Regions from separate parts of the Mus musculus genome. Here all the other regions are linked to region 1. The links are chromatin contacts, called in public promoter capture Hi-C maps. All regions are on one chromosome and are shown on one strand. Each heading gives the region's core, a stretch centred on a gene start, on an enhancer-like site or on the middle of the called end of the contact. The rest is flanking DNA. Distances are from core to core; before and after follow the strand shown. Region 1 overlaps Gm1604a (predicted gene 1604A). Region 2 holds the start of 4930506C21Rik (RIKEN cDNA 4930506C21 gene). Region 3 holds the start of Mpc1 (mitochondrial pyruvate carrier 1).

Region 1 (2,858 bases), core at 258-2,757:
CAGATTGATAGAAAATAGTGGATTTCACTGACATTTTCAGAAATACCACTCAAACCATTATTTTAATGTTAAAACTTAGAGGTTAAAAAATCTCAACTATGAGTCACTCCCCTCCTCGGTCTTAAACACACACACCACCTCACCAGTAGTTGCACAATGCAAAGTTATTCAAAATCTAAAACCAAATTATACTGACTTAACTATTATCCATTAGGTGCAAAATTTCTTCCTGTATGTAGTGCTTAAAATTCATTCCTTTCTTAGATATGCAAATGTATAGGTTTTTTAGGTTCTGATAAAAAAAGGTCTCAAATCAAAGCAAATTTTTGTAAAATGAAAAAAAAATCTTTAGAATTCCATAAATTTGAAAAAAAAAACTACCTCAAGATATGTTTAAATATTCTTAATATAGTATAGAAAAATCGTCCAACAAAAAACTCCTAGAAAATGTTGTGGTGTATTTACAAAGTATTTTTATGTATAAAGACTTTAATTTTTGTGTTCCCCAGCACAGCCAAGAAAGTCTCCTCCTGTGGATGAAGAGTCCCCTTTCCATCCATCTAGCAACATCAAGAAAAATTACTTAAGGCTGATTAATTAAACTTAATGCCAATTTTTTACTTCCTGTGACAGACAGCCCAGAATGAACCCAAGTTCATTCTTCAACGCGGTTGTCGATATGATCCAAATCCATCCGCTCAGATATAGACCTACCTAGCACCTGCTACATCACACATGATGGCACACGTGAGTGGCCTTTTCTCAGAAGCTCAGCGTCATCTCTGGTCAACACACCCAAAGCCAAACTGCTGATTTGAGAGTTCCAGAACCTTCTACCTCAGTCTCATCTCTATCGATGGCCAATCCACCCCCCGGTTCCTTGGGCCAGAACATTTTGATCATCCCGGATGTCCCTTTCTCTCCAACAGCGCACTCTTTCAGCAGATAGCCATCCGCGCCAGATATATTCGTTCAGAATCCAGCAACAGGTCACCACCTTTAGCTGCCGTTTCCCAGGTTGCTTTCCTGCAGTTGCCGTCACACAGTTCTCTCTGCCCTAAGCGTCTGTCTCCCTTGCATCCCTGCAAGCCAGAGTGATGTTTCCCATACACATAGCAGACTTGTCTCTGTATCCTTTTTGGTGGCTTCCTAACTCACTCAACAAAACAAGCAGGCCAAAGGAGGCCCAGTTTGATCTGACATCGGACTCCTGCTTATGTCTCCCACCCTTTTGCCTTTACTTTCTCTCTTCCTGCCCCTGCTGGCTCTTAGCTCTCTCTTCCCGGCCCTGCTAGCTCTCTGCAGCTCCCGCAGCATTGCAGGCACGCTCACACTTTGGGCTTCTGCTCTTGGTGTTTGTTCTAACAGGAATTGTGCCCCAGGAGTCTGTTTGGTACACTACACCTTTGCTCAAAATGTCCCTTTGCAACAAGGCCCCCACAGGTTGCACTGCTTAAGGTTGCAACAGCCCCCCCTGCCCCCGCCCCCCAGCAACTGTCAGTTCCTCTTCCCAACCTTCCTTTCCTGCTGCATGGCATACAGCTGTTTCTGATACGCTAGGTGATTTAAGCTTACCGTTTCCTTGTGCTACAAGACGAGCGCTATCCGACGAGGATTCTCTTTCTCATCGCCTGTACCCAGAAGAGTGCTCAGTAGACAGAGGCCCACTACACAGGTCTTAAACAGTTGGGTCGCATGACCAGTGTCATCATTCAGGAGCAGAGACCCAGAGAGCTTGTGGAGGAATGGAAGCCTTCTTGGGTCCTTCATACCACAACAGATGCGAATACAAGTTCACGGCCCTCTGTTATCCCATGACTTTGACAAACTCAGGGAAGGTAACTGTTGAGGGGTCCTGGTCTCAGCCTTCCCATACTCGCTCTGCTGGTCTCTTGGAAGTTGAATCTGTGTTTCTCTCCCTTTAGTGTAGATGGAGCTGGCGGGCTTGCTTCTAGGCTTGATGGTGGCAGATGATAAACCAGACTGCTTGCATCTTGGGCTTGAAAGCCATTTTAGAGTAAAGACAAACCAGGTTCATTGCTGTTTAAAATTAAATGTCTGTTTCTCTTATATTTTTGGTTGTGAGCCTATCCTTTAACGGCTGAGCCATCATTCTCCTGCCCAAATGTCTGATTCTCACTACAAAGGGTTATGTACCGCCTGTTCCAGGAAATGGCAGCCATGCCTTCGTTCCCAAAGATTATTATGACGACGTTGTTATAACCATGTTGTTGTGACCACCTTGGAAACATTTCTCCGTATTATGTTATGACCTGTTATACTTATGTTCTGCTTCTGTGACCTCACCCATTTGCCTGCCAAATCCCCCATTTGGACCCCCCCCCACTCCTGAACTATACAAACCCCTATTTTACCTATGTCCAGTGCTAATCTCTTGAACCCCAACTTTAGTGAGAAAGAGACAGCTGTGTATACAGATGTAAAAAAGCTTGCTTTAATTAATTTGGCCATGATCATTTAGCTCAGTGGTCTTTCTCCTCGAGTCTACGGGTTTAACAGCAGAGCAATGGGCTCTCACTTCCGACCTCGTGGGAATTTTCACCAGAACCGTGGGAAATGAAGGGCTTCGTACAGAGTCTAACATGAAGTGGAAACATTTTACGGTTGGAATGTTCCTCAGGTCTACTTTCTGGGAAGCCCTAAGATTTCTTTTGGAACCCTTTTAATAAGTCAGCGTCAGGAATTGTTCTAAAGTGGCAACTGAACAGGCATCCGGTGTTTTGGCCAACAGCAGCAACTGATGTAAATTGTTCAAATTCATGTTGTGTGAGCTCACAGCCTTTGTAACTTTTTGTAACTCTTTGTAAACTCTTTGTAACTCTTTATAAACTGAAGAG
Region 2 (2,858 bases), core at 169-2,668, 430 kb before region 1:
TGAACTCTTCTTTACACAATCTCCTCTCTTCCGGAAACAGCTCCAAGGACCAAGTTCACTTCTTTGTCCCCAGGATTTACAAGAGCACTGCCTGACAACACTCCAGCAATGTCTGAGCAGCAGCCACATGCTACTCAACACTTAAAAACGGCATGCACCACTACGGAAATAAATTCTACATTTTAATCTGTTTACATTTTGAGTGGCTACATGTGGTCATAGCTACAGCAAAGATCTAGAACAAAGAGTGGAGCATGAAGCAGTTGATACTATCAAGCACGGTGGATAAGCCATATTTACAGCCATTGCTGAAGTGACTATGTACAGGTCTTTTGTATTGCAATTACAATACTGATTTCAGTTCTCAGGAGGCAGAGGCAGGAGGACCTTTGTAGCTCCAGGCCAGTGAGGGCTACACAGTGAGACTTTGTCTTGGAACAAACCCAAAAAGAACAAACAAACAAAACACAAAATACAATATAGAGTTCACTTGTCTCAACACGGGCTACCTCAGCCCTGCCAACAAATAAGTCAGAAAGGAAAAACGAACAAACAAAACATCTTCATGTAATACAAAATCAGGCCCAGGTCTGTGCCAAGACACACCAAAATGTGCTAGCGTGCAAAACACAAAGCAGTTCCTGTTTGCCTATTTTTAATTCTTACTGGAGGAAGTAAGTCTTTATCAAGTCTCATGTCTGGGTCACAAGCAAACAAGGGCTCTGTTAATTAAACAAAACAAAACAAAACCATGCATTACTAAGGAGGGCTGACTTCACAGGCAACCTTTGGCACGTCCGTGCTCTCCAGTCTCTCGCCCAGATCTCAGCCTTAATTTTTTTAAAGATCTATTTATTTATTATTTATTTATATGAGTACACAGCAGCTGTCTTCAGACACACCAGAAAAGGGCATCAGATCCCCATTACAGATGGTTGTGAGCCACCATGTGGTTGCTGGGAATTGAACTCAGGACCTCTGGAAGAGCAGCAGTCAGTGCTCTTAACCGCTGAGCCATCTCCCCAGCCCCAGATCTGTCTTGAGACCTGGAATGAATGAGCCGGCCACAGGCAGCCTGGCCCCGAGGCCTGCTCGCTGCAGGGGCGGCGGAACTTGGTGCAGGAGGGGAGGGCGCAGAGAAAGGCCATGGCAGAGAAGCGGGGACCGGACAGTCCCGGGGATCCGGGACCGACTCCCCGAGAGCGGTTCGCGGTCCCCTCTCCCACTGTCGCCGCGGCCGAGGACGTTACCTGCGCCGTCAGGCCTTGCTCCTCGTCGTCCTGGCCGCTCAAGACGCGCCGCAGCTTCTCCATAGCCCTGTCCTCTTGCCACGCCGCCGACCCCTAGCTCGTCCGGCCCCCACGCCCACCCGGAAGCCCGGAATCCGCACCTTCAAGCGCCGGCCGGAAATCCGGACTTCCGCTTCCTTCAAGCATGCGCACCTCCTTGCTCTTTAATCTGCTGGGGCGGGCCTGATTACGTCACTTCCGGCGCGCCCACGGGTGCCCGCAGGGGGCTGGTGAGTGGCTTTTCTTATCCTCAAGATCGTTCAGCCAGCCAGTAGGGAGGGACACAGTTAGAGCTGTCTGTCCGGCCTGGTGCAGAGAAACAGTGTCCAGTTGCATGACTGTCCAGGCACTGAGTGACAGGTCCTGCCCCGATTGTTTTGGGTTGGAGAGATGGTAATGAAATGGCCTTTATTTTAACGATTTCACTAACAGCTTCCTCCTTAAAATTGGATCAAGAAAAAAAAAAGGGTTAATTGTCAATCCTACTGCCTCGCGAAAGGCAGTCATTACTAGAGAAGGGGATCTTTTACAGATGAAACTGCTCCAGCGTTCTCAGGGAGTTAGACCTGAACGAACAAAAGTGCGAAAGCCCCGTCCCTTTGCCCTTTGAAAGATTACAAAGATGATAACGAATGTACAATAAAAATCGTCCTTGATGTCCAATAAAATAGTTTTTAATATGGCTACACGTTTTCCCTTTGAAGTATAGTAACTTCTATATTAAAAAATCTGATAACAGTAGTTATGAAAAGTCTGTTTTTCAATATATATGAAATTGCCAGTACTCACAATATAGTTGAAACCTCGATTTGAAGGAGTCAGTATGTACTTGAAATAATTAGTGGCAGTTTAAAAATTCTGGTGACATATACATGGATCTTAATGTCACAGTGAAACCCATTAATTTGTACAAATGATAGGGTGTTAATTATAGTAACAAGAATAAACAACGATCCTAGAATGTGTTGCAGACAGAAAGCTATTTAGTAACCCAGTTTTGCCTGAGACTTAACCTCTTAGTGTTCTGATTTGATATATATGTGACCCCACCCCCTTCTGTCATTTGCCTGTGTGTCTGTGTACCATATTCATGCACAGCCCATAGCTATCAGAAGAAGGCATCAGATTCCCTAGAACTGGAATTAGGGAAGATTGTGAGCTGCTGTGTGGGTGCTGGGAAACTGAATCCTCTGGAAAAGCAGCCAGTGCTCTTAACCACTGAGCCCATCTCTCCAGGCCCCTGTCATTCTTAAGGCCGAGTACGATCTTATGTAGAATAGAGACCTTGGGCAACACACATGTCTTGAAGTGTAAATTGCCTGACAAATTTAATTATATAGAACAAAATGTAACTATTAAAAACAAGGACTGAGGGCTTGAGAGATGGATCAGAGGTTAAGAACACTGGATGCTCTTCCAGAGGCCCTGAGTTTGATTCCCAGCACCCACTTGGTGACTTCCAACCACCTATAAAGGGATCTGATGACCTCTTTTGTCATGCAGGCATACATGCAAATAGAGCATAATAAATAAATAAATATATTTAGTATTTATTATATATAACATATA
Region 3 (2,858 bases), core at 171-2,670, 400 kb before region 1:
GTAGAAACTCAAGGCACTAAGTATTTACTATTAACTACAATACTACTGTAGACTGGCTGGCCTTGAACTCAAGAGATCCTCCAGCTTGTCTCCCTTGTGCTGGGATTAAAGGCGAATGCCACCACTGGCAGGCTCGGTATTGACCACTGAGAAGAAAATTAAAAAGCAGCCCTCCACTTATCTAACTTTAAAATCACAAGAAAATAAAACTATGCTTGGAAATATTGTAATCGGTTTCTAAATTTTGTGAGATCCTTAAAATAGAATCAGGCACCAGGAAATTATAACTGAAAATGAATTCTGGAAAGTGCTTCTTCAACCTCTCAATGTCAAGCCCTCGGGACACACACCTTGCAAGTAAATGCCTCTTCTCAGACGCACTGCGTGGCTGCGACACATGATTGTCCGGTCCCCCTCCCCCAAGCACCGTCAAATGGAAAACAAACAAACAAAAAAACAAACAAAAAACCAAAAAAAAAAAAAAACCCCGCCCTCTGTGCTGCAAATTCTAGCTCCCATTACCCGGATCCCGGCACATTCCAGCACCGCTCCCGCCAAGTCCCGGGCCGGGAGACGAGGAGGGGGATGGTAGCACCCAGTGTCCCCACGTCAACCCACGCAAGGGCATCCTGACTGCCTGCCCAGGAGCGGTGTTCGTCCGGTCGGTCACGAGCCGGAGCGGCGTCCCTGCAGTCACACCGCGTCTTTCAGTCAAGGACTGGAGCTCTGTTCCCTGTCACCAGCCATTCCCTGGGTCGTCCTGCCCGGGAGCGCTGTCCGCTCGGTCACTTGTCGTCCTCTCAGTCACGGGTGGGAGCGCTGTCCCCTCGGGCATGGGTGGGAGAGGCGTCCCCTCCGGCACAGGTTGGGGCGGGGTCCCCAGTCACACCATGTCTTTCAGTTCGCGGGGCTGGAGCTGTTCCCTGTCACCTGCCATTCCCTAGGTCGCCTTAACCAAGAGCGCTGTACCCTCAGTAACCTGCGGTCCCTTAGGTCACGGGTGGGAGCTACGTCCCCTGAGTCCTGCTGTCCCTTCAGGCACGGGTGTGAGCGCTGTCCCTTCTGCCCTCCTAGTCACAGGTAGGAGCGCCATCCCCTCGGTCACTTGCTGTACCCTCGGGAGCGCCGTCCCCTCGGGCACCGGTAGGAGCGCGTTCCACCCGTGCGCCGCTCTCCTACCTTGGCACGGCGCCGCAGGGTTTTCCCGCAGCGGGCGGCTCCCCCACGGCCTACCATGACGCTCACCTCATGAGATAGTCCCGGAAGTCCTTGCTCCGGACATAGTCCGCCGCTTTGCGCACCAGCGCTCCAGCCATGGCCGTGCCGTTGGCGGTGAAGCCGCTACCTAGACAGATGACACCGCTGTGGACTCGGCTGAGGCCCTCGGCGCTCTCACCCCAGCGCCCGCCTCACGACACTCGGAGAAGCCTTACGACCGCTCGGCGCTCCACCAATGAGAACGCGCTAGACCGCAGAGCGCGTCCGGGATTGGCTGCCGCGGTCGACACACCCCCCGCCTGCCCTCGGGGCGGTGCGCGCCGCGGGGCTGCCGTCGTAAAAGGGCCCGGCGGCCCGGACGACTGGCGGTTGCTAGGGGCTGCGAGGGTGACACTCCTCTGCCCGGGGGTCCTGGGCAGGCTTCCGGGGTCTCAGCGGGGCGTGGTGGGCAGGTCGGGCTCCTGTCACCCCTCGCCTGTCCCTTTGCCCCGCGGGCGGCTGCACAGAGACGGTGAGATCCTGCAAACCGGCGGCGACCGGCTTGGGATGGAGTCACCGAGTGCAGAGGAGGGAGGCAGTTAAAAATAGCTAAGAGCCTCAGTCTCCAGAAGTGTGGCTGCCCACGTGTGGAAAGCACAGGTTACATAAGTGCCCGGAGCGTGCATACTGCAGCTTTAGCCTGTACACCCGCAGAGGCTCAGAGCCACACCCCAGACATGGCGGGGGGGGGGGGGGCAGAATGCAGAGAGAGTTGAGCCGGAGGTAATGAGAAGGGCCTGGCTACATTTCCTGTCACCACTACCACTCTTGAGGAGAGGAAAGGTGACAGAATCCCTTCCGCCGTAAACCGGATCGCGTGAAGAACACAACTGCCTTCAGGCTGCTCGCAGCCACACCCGAGTAGGCCACACCGCGCTAAGGGTCGCTAAGGCCCGTCCCCTGAGTTCGTGCCAGTGTCAGTCTTTGTTTACCAAAAGGAGGCTGAAGACGACCTTCCCCTTATAGGGAAGGGTCTGCAGGGCCCGGACTGCAGCGCTCTTGCCAGGTTTGCTCCGGAAGCCCTGGCTGTGTTCCATCTCCAGCACTGCCGTAAACCAGGCTGGGTGGTGGGAAGTTCAAGGTCACCACTGAGTCCTCGGGGTGGGGCTTGGGGCGAAAGTTATTAAACGAATGGTAATCTTCTGTGGTTTTCCCCTTCTATGCATAGTAAATATGTGCAGCTTTTCTCAGATTTAATTTTTGCCGGTTTATTCTAACAATCTTCCGAGAATAGAGGGGACTCTCTTCCTTACCAAAACCGAACCTGAAGCGGGCCTTGGTGGCAAATGAGTTTGATCCCAGCACCGAAGATGCAGAGGCAGAGGCAGAGGCAGGAGGATTTGAGTTCAAGGCCAGCCGTGTCTATATAGCTAGTTCTGTAGCCCTGGCTACTCAGAGAAACCCTGTCTCAAACAAAATTTAAAAAACGAAAAACAAAAAACAAGGCCAGGCAAAAAAAACAAAACAAAAAAAAAAAAAAACACACAAACAGCAACAACAACAAAAGCACAATTTGGGGATTATACCTCAAATCAAGGAAAGTTGAGTAATTTAGAATGCCACTGGGGAATATGAAGTCTGGAATGCACTGGCAGAAATGA

The links. Promoter capture Hi-C pulls out the DNA fragments that hold promoters and counts their contacts.
Region 2: a promoter capture Hi-C map of hematopoietic stem and progenitor cells shows a contact between it and region 1, with 2.2 times the contacts expected there. The contact joins the promoter of 4930506C21Rik here to the enhancer-like site in region 1. A contact is called at or near these places in 3 of 39 promoter capture datasets (the HPC-7 cell line, hematopoietic stem and progenitor cells and neutrophils), 1 of 484 Hi-C or Micro-C datasets (regulatory T cells) and 6 of 115 datasets of contacts at active chromatin or transcription factors (bone marrow-derived macrophages, embryonic limb bud, memory CD8 T cells and 3 more).
Region 3: a promoter capture Hi-C map of hematopoietic stem and progenitor cells shows a contact between it and region 1. The contact joins the promoter of Mpc1 here to the enhancer-like site in region 1. A contact is called at or near these places in 5 of 39 promoter capture datasets (the C10 cell line, hematopoietic stem and progenitor cells, neutrophils and 1 more), 5 of 115 datasets of contacts at active chromatin or transcription factors (effector CD8 T cells, memory CD8 T cells, regulatory T cells and 2 more) and 1 of 9 other capture datasets (liver).

Annotation. Positions count from the first base shown.
Region 1 is chr17:7,880,315-7,883,172 of GRCm38.p6, reverse strand. The region is part of intron 5 of Gm1604a (predicted gene 1604A); the gene reads left to right. Among named protein-coding and RNA genes, the nearest start is that of Tagap, 44 kb to the left of the region's middle. Within about 2 kb of position 1,507, at least 9 of the 459 cell types and tissues checked have an H3K27ac peak or open chromatin away from gene starts, as enhancers often do. A contact at or near this core is called in hematopoietic stem and progenitor cells and neutrophils, where this site is marked.
Region 2 is chr17:8,309,678-8,312,535 of GRCm38.p6, reverse strand. 4930506C21Rik (RIKEN cDNA 4930506C21 gene) reads left to right here and starts at 1,418. Exons shown (of 5, transcript NR_073374.1): 1 at 1,418-1,519. It overlaps Sft2d1 (SFT2 domain containing 1), which reads right to left and starts at 1,433. Exons shown (of 8, transcript NM_134114.2): 1 at 1,251-1,433. The coding sequence starts at 1,313.
Region 3 is chr17:8,282,349-8,285,206 of GRCm38.p6, reverse strand. It overlaps Mpc1 (mitochondrial pyruvate carrier 1), which reads right to left and starts at 1,420. Exons shown (of 5, transcript NM_018819.5): 1 at 1,246-1,420. The coding sequence starts at 1,316.